2 separate regions of the Camelus bactrianus genome follow, and region 1 is linked to region 2. Evidence: chromatin contacts called from public Hi-C data. All regions are on one chromosome and are shown on one strand. The core of a region is the stretch at or near the end of the contact, and the rest is flanking DNA. Distances in the headings are between cores, read along the strand shown.

Region 1 (2,700 bases), core at 148-2,647, 180 kb after region 2:
TACACAAATGCCAGGTGAATGCTTTGCATTCATCACTTGCAACAACTCTATAAAACAGGTAACCCTCCTCCAATGTATGAATGAGTCTAAAGAAGCTGACCAGCTAAAAAGATCATCTGAGTTTGTACTCTAGAGTCCTAGAGTCATCACTTCTCTGTAACCTGGATCTGCTTGGATAGTAAAAGCTCCTTCGTGGCCCCCTAGACACATGTAGCTGGAGCGATCCACTATTGGGAGGGCCAAGAGAGAGGGGTCTCACCATCAGCCGGGCGTGGTTGATGTTCCAGGTGAAGGTGGTCATGGTCTGGTTCTGTGGGTCCACAATAGAATCCTCCAGGATGTACACTGAGTGAGCAACATTGGCAGGAAACAGTCGCTCAGCCCAGCGGGGCATCCTGTTCGTCTTGGTCAGGAGTCGCCGGGACAGGAGCTTCTGGTCAGGGGTCACCTCCCGGTGCACTATGTCTTCCGTCAAGACATGTTTGCTGCAGGTGTCAGAGTGAAGGTGACCCTCAGGAGCCTGGCCTGTAGAGACTGTTGGGATTCTCACCTGGAGCCTCCAAGCCCAGAATGGCCATGCCTTCCTCCAAACTCGCAGTCATCTGTGCTGTGGCTTCGACCTGAACTAGAGTCCCTCGAGCCTATCCCAGGGCAAATTCCAATTTCCGCCCTTGGCTGACCTGGATTCCTGGGCCTTCAAGCAGGGCAAGACCTCATGATTTATTACACCACTGGAGAGCGTCACGGGCAGAGAAGTAGGCAAGCGCATGGATTTCCAACCCTAAGATCCCCTCGCAACTGCTGTACCGCCACCTCTTCCAAGAGAAGGAGGCAAGCGCATGGATTTCCAACCCCAAGATCCCTCCAGAACGCCTGTGCCGCCGCCTCTTCCTGTCTCACCAGCCTGAGATGAACTTTGAACCAGGGCCTCCAGCAAACCACTGCCCAGGCCCAGCCTCCTTCCAATACCTTGCATGCCTAGCCTGGCCGCTTCCCCAAAAGGGTCCTCTTGCCCTAAACACACGGTCGCCACGGTTCCGGCGACTCCCCCACCTAGGACCCGAAGTCGAGTATTTCCCGGTCCCACACTTCTATCTCCAAACAGAGAGGTGGGACGGTTGCTCCTTCCAGAGCCACATACCTATAGGGATTCGGGTACCGCTGCCAAAAGGCGGCGAATACTTGGTCCCAGGAACTCCGGAGCACGCTCTGGCCCAGGAAATACTTCACCATCGTCCCGGCCGGGGCGGGCTCAGCACCCGCGCAGCATCAGGGGTGCGGAGCCCGAGGTGCACGCGGAGGCCAGGCTGGAGCTCGACGCTCGCCCGCCCGGCTAGCAGCTCAGTCACCACCGCGCCGCACCCAACCAGCCGCCGCCGCCATGAGGAATTGTCAGGCCGCTCGCCACTTCCGGCGCCGCTGCTCAGTACCCACCCCTTCCGGCGTCTGCCCGCGTGACCCGCGGCCCCGCCCCTCGCCCTCTGCCCACCCCCACCTCACCCCACCCCCCACCCCCGCGGGAGTCGCGGTGCTGCGGGCCGTGGCCGGGTTGGAGGGCCCTCTGGCACGGTGGGGCATCCGCGCTGAGCGGTCCCTAAGCCGGGTTGGCGAGCGAGTGGCTGAGCGAGCGAGCTAGGCGGCGTGCGGCGCCGTTGAGGGCGCTGCCCCGCGCGCTCCCAGGCCGCCCCGGGTTAGGAGCAGCGCCCGGAGCCGGAGAGCTGGAGCACACGGAGGCGCTGCCGTCGCTCTAGCTCATCGCGGCGCCTGGAGGCGTAGGTTGGCGCCTGGGGTCGGGGACTGAGGCTTGGGCACTGCCTGTCGGAGCGGAGATCTGGGTTTGCCTCCTGCCCCCGCTCAGGACCCTGACGCGGGTGAGGCTGCCCCGGGAGCATGAGCGGGCAGCGCGTGGACGTCAAGGTGGTGATGCTGGGCAAGGAGTACGTGGGCAAGACCAGCCTGGTGGAGCGATACGTGCACGACCGCTTCCTGGTGGGGCCCTATCAGAACGTGAGTGCGCCCGGCGGGGTCTGGCCCGGGTGGGAGGGGGCTAGCCCGCACCCGCGGCCCTGATCGCTTCCTCCGGGTTGCAGACCATTGGGGCCGCCTTCGTGGCCAAGGTGATGTCCGTCGGAGACCGGACGGTGACTTTGGGTATTTGGGTAAGTTCTCTGGGCAAGTAGTCCTGGAAAAACCCGTTCCTGGAGTCGTGGGTCCTGCCTATTACTGGCTGAGTCGTGGCCTCATAGAGGCTGTTTCTCTTCTCTAGACTCCAGTTTAAAAACGGGGGTCTGGAGGACGTGATATTAGTTTGCAGTACTGGGGAGTAGCTCAGTAACTCAGGTCAGTGCTGAGCCTCCCCCTGCCCTCCAGGACACAGCAGGATCTGAGCGCTATGAGGCCATGAGCCGAATCTACTATCGGGGCGCCAAGGCTGCCATCGTCTGCTATGGTAAGGAGGGTTTTAGCCTGTTCCTCAGACAAGAAGGGGTGGGTGCAGGCTGGCCCTTCAGAACAGCCCCTGACCCTTGGTTGTGTTTCCTGCGCGTCTCATACCAAGACCTGACAGACAGCAGCAGCTTTGAACGGGCAAAGTTCTGGGTGAAGGAACTGCGCAACCTAGAGGAGGTAGGTGGCCCGACCTCACCAGACCAGGCAGGGGCTGGGGGTCTGGTGGTTCAAGGGGGTGACCCTAACCTTGTC
Region 2 (2,700 bases), core at 157-2,656:
GATAGTCACAGGACAGGATGGGGTCCCAGAGAGTGAGTGTAGACTGGAAAGATCTGATGGCCACGATGGGAAGCAAATGAGGAGCAGCCAAAGGGGGTGGCGAAGGAGCAGTCAGTGGGGCAGGAAGAAGGCATGAAGCTACAGGAAACAGGGAGTACACTGGGACCAGCGCTGCTCCTAGGCAGGGTAAGAGGGAAGCTGAGAAACTATCATTGATTTGATAACCTGGAAGTCATTAGAGACCTTTTGAAGAGGGAATTAATTCAGAGGACTGCTGGGAACAAAAGCCTGGCTGGAATGGGTTCAAGAGAGAATGGGAAGATGTGGGGAGGGTACAGCTCAGTGGTGGAGCATGTGCTTAGCATGCAGGAGGTCCTGGATTCAATCCTTAGCACTTCCGTTTAAAAAAAATTGAATAATTGAATAAATAAACCAAATTACCTCCCCCAACAAAAATAAATAAATAAAAAAGAGAGATGGAGAGGGATGTGAGATCAAGAGAGTATTTCTTTAAAGATGAGAACTTGTACACCAGTTTGCTTAGTGAGGGGAATGATACAGAAGAGGGGAGAATGTGATGGGGGTGGGGGGGAGAAGAGCAGCGGCCATGCCCTAGAAGTTGCTGAGGAGTGGACGCCTATTCACTCACCCACCATTCTCCGGTCCCTGTTCAATTTTCCTCACTGCCGCTACAGGCCAGGGCTGAGCAGTGGGAGCAAAGTGGGGTCTCTGACACCCCTACTGGAGGTGCTGCCCGCTCTGGAGTGGGGTACCAGGAATCATCCCATCTCGACAGTTTGCGTTCAGCACTGAGCTAGGGTGGGAGGGCTACGGGCGGCTGACTGCAGGGGATGGGGGTAGGAGTGAGGGCACGGCCCACAGGTCAGGCTCGGGGCCGGGCCAAGGGCCCTTCCACCGCCATCCGCTTCTGCCATTATTTTCTGCCTTCGTCTGAGTGTTCTGCAAACTTAACTTCAAGCTCTCCTGTGCCGCCCTCAACTAACCCCCCCTCCCCACTCCCGACCAAGTCCGTCGGATTTAGAAATTCTAGAGCCACTAATGGCTGTGCTCTATGCCTATATTTACGGAGGCCCTGAGAGGCGAGTATTATTGTCCCATTTTACCGAGTTGGAAACTAAGGTTCAGAGCCAACTCGTGTCCAGATCTGTCTGGTTTCCAAAGCTGCTTTCTTTTCATTCGGCCAGCGGGAGGCGCAAGGGGCCGGGCAAGCGGCCGGGCAAGCCGCGCGTTGGGCTCCCAGGCGAGGCGTCCAGCATCCCAGGCCCCGCCCAGGCCCCGCCCCACCAAGGGGACCGGGGAGGGCCGTGCCTTCCAGCCCAAAGCGAGATGGGACTTCGTGATTGAGCGCGGCAGAAAGATTGGGCGGGGCTTCTCACCTACCAGGAGGCCGCGGCTTTAAGGGGGCGTGGCCAGAGGCCACGCCCCTTTCGCGGTCTCAAAGCGGACGGCGACCGCGGGGGCGGGGTCAGAACTCGGGCGGCGGATCCCAGCGCGGCTCCTTGGATTCCGCCGCCGAGCAGCGCCCCGGCGGGGCCGAGCAGGTACAGGCAACAGCACGGGGCGTCTCGGGCTGGGCCAGGCCGGGGGCAGAGGTCTGCTGGGCACCACAGAGGGCACTGGGAGTCGTAGCCAGCTCTGCGCTTTTTCTGGCGGGCCAGAGCCCCTACCCCCGCCCCCGCCTTCCTGCGGCAAAGCCGGCTGTGGCGGGGCCGGTTGGCGCCTGCGCTGCTTCCTGCGCCCGGGACTCGGCCAATGCACGGGGCCCGGGCGGGGGACGGTGGGGAAACTGAGTCATGTCGGGATGGTAGCAGGCTTGTGTGGGAGGCATCACTCTCACTGGGCTTCAGGATGAATCCGCTTCCTGGCCACGCTTTGGGGTCCCAGTCCCCACCGATCTCCGCGGGGGCCGCGACCCCGCCCATCTCCCCCAGCACCCAGGGGTCCCGTCCTGGCTCCAGCAGCTTCGTCCGGCCCTGGAAAGGCTAGGACCCACTCCGGCCGCCTCCCTCCCCACCCCTCCCCCTCGCGTCCTGAGCCCCCGTGTGCTCCCTCCGCTGGCTCTCCGGCACAGTGTCAGCTTACACGCCTTATATAGTCCGAGCAGGCTCCAGCCGCGGCCTGCCTGTCGGGACCTGGGGGCGGGGAAGAGGAGCGCCGGCCCCGGACTGGCCTTGCAGGCCAGTCCGAGGCTCAAGGCTGGCTTGGGGGGAGGCCTTACCAAATTAGCCCTGTGGTCCACTTTTGGATGAAAAGAACCTCAAGACTGAAAGGGGGCTCCCCTCATCCTCCCAGTCCCTTGGGGAAGGGGGATTGGTTGCCCCTGTCTTTCCAAAGTGAGGTCTGCCAGCCAGCAGCCCAGCCAGACCTAACAAGGTGCTCGCCTACCCTTGCCCTGGGTGTGCTCAGTGTCTGCCAGTGTCTGCCTGGCACTAGTCCAAGGCTAGTGTCCAGAGCTGGGCCTGCCTGTGCATCTACCATGCCAGACACTCACCTTTTTTCTCCTCTCAGGAGCGGCACCATGGATTCCTTCAAGGTGGTGCTGGAGGGGCCAGCACCTTGGGGCTTCCGGCTGCAGGGGGGCAAGGACTTCAATGTGCCCCTCTCCATCTCTCGGGTGAGCCTAGGTTGAGGGAGGGGTTCCCCCTAGGAGTCTTTAGGTGCTCACACCTCCAGAGGGTG

Evidence for each region. Hi-C and Micro-C count contacts between places; a contact is called where the count stands out from the background.
Region 1: a contact with region 2 is called in a Hi-C map of liver, with 3 times the contacts expected there. The contact joins the promoter of PRELID1 here to the promoter of PDLIM7 in region 2. A contact is called at or near these places in 2 of 2 Hi-C or Micro-C datasets (blood and liver).

Annotation. Positions count from the first base shown.
Region 1 is chr22:7,486,415-7,489,114 of ASM4877302v1, forward strand. PRELID1 (PRELI domain containing 1) reads right to left here and starts at 1,398. Exons shown (of 5, transcript XM_010946198.3): 1 at 1,142-1,398; 2 at 260-485. The coding sequence starts at 1,233. RAB24 (RAB24, member RAS oncogene family) reads left to right here and starts at 1,501. Exons shown (of 10, transcript XR_012501535.1): 1 at 1,501-2,007; 2 at 2,091-2,159; 3 at 2,371-2,449; 4 at 2,558-2,625.
Region 2 is chr22:7,311,099-7,313,798 of ASM4877302v1, forward strand. It overlaps PDLIM7 (PDZ and LIM domain 7), which reads left to right and starts at 1,407. Exons shown (of 14, transcript XM_074350200.1): 1 at 1,407-1,562; 2 at 2,530-2,635. The coding sequence starts at 2,540.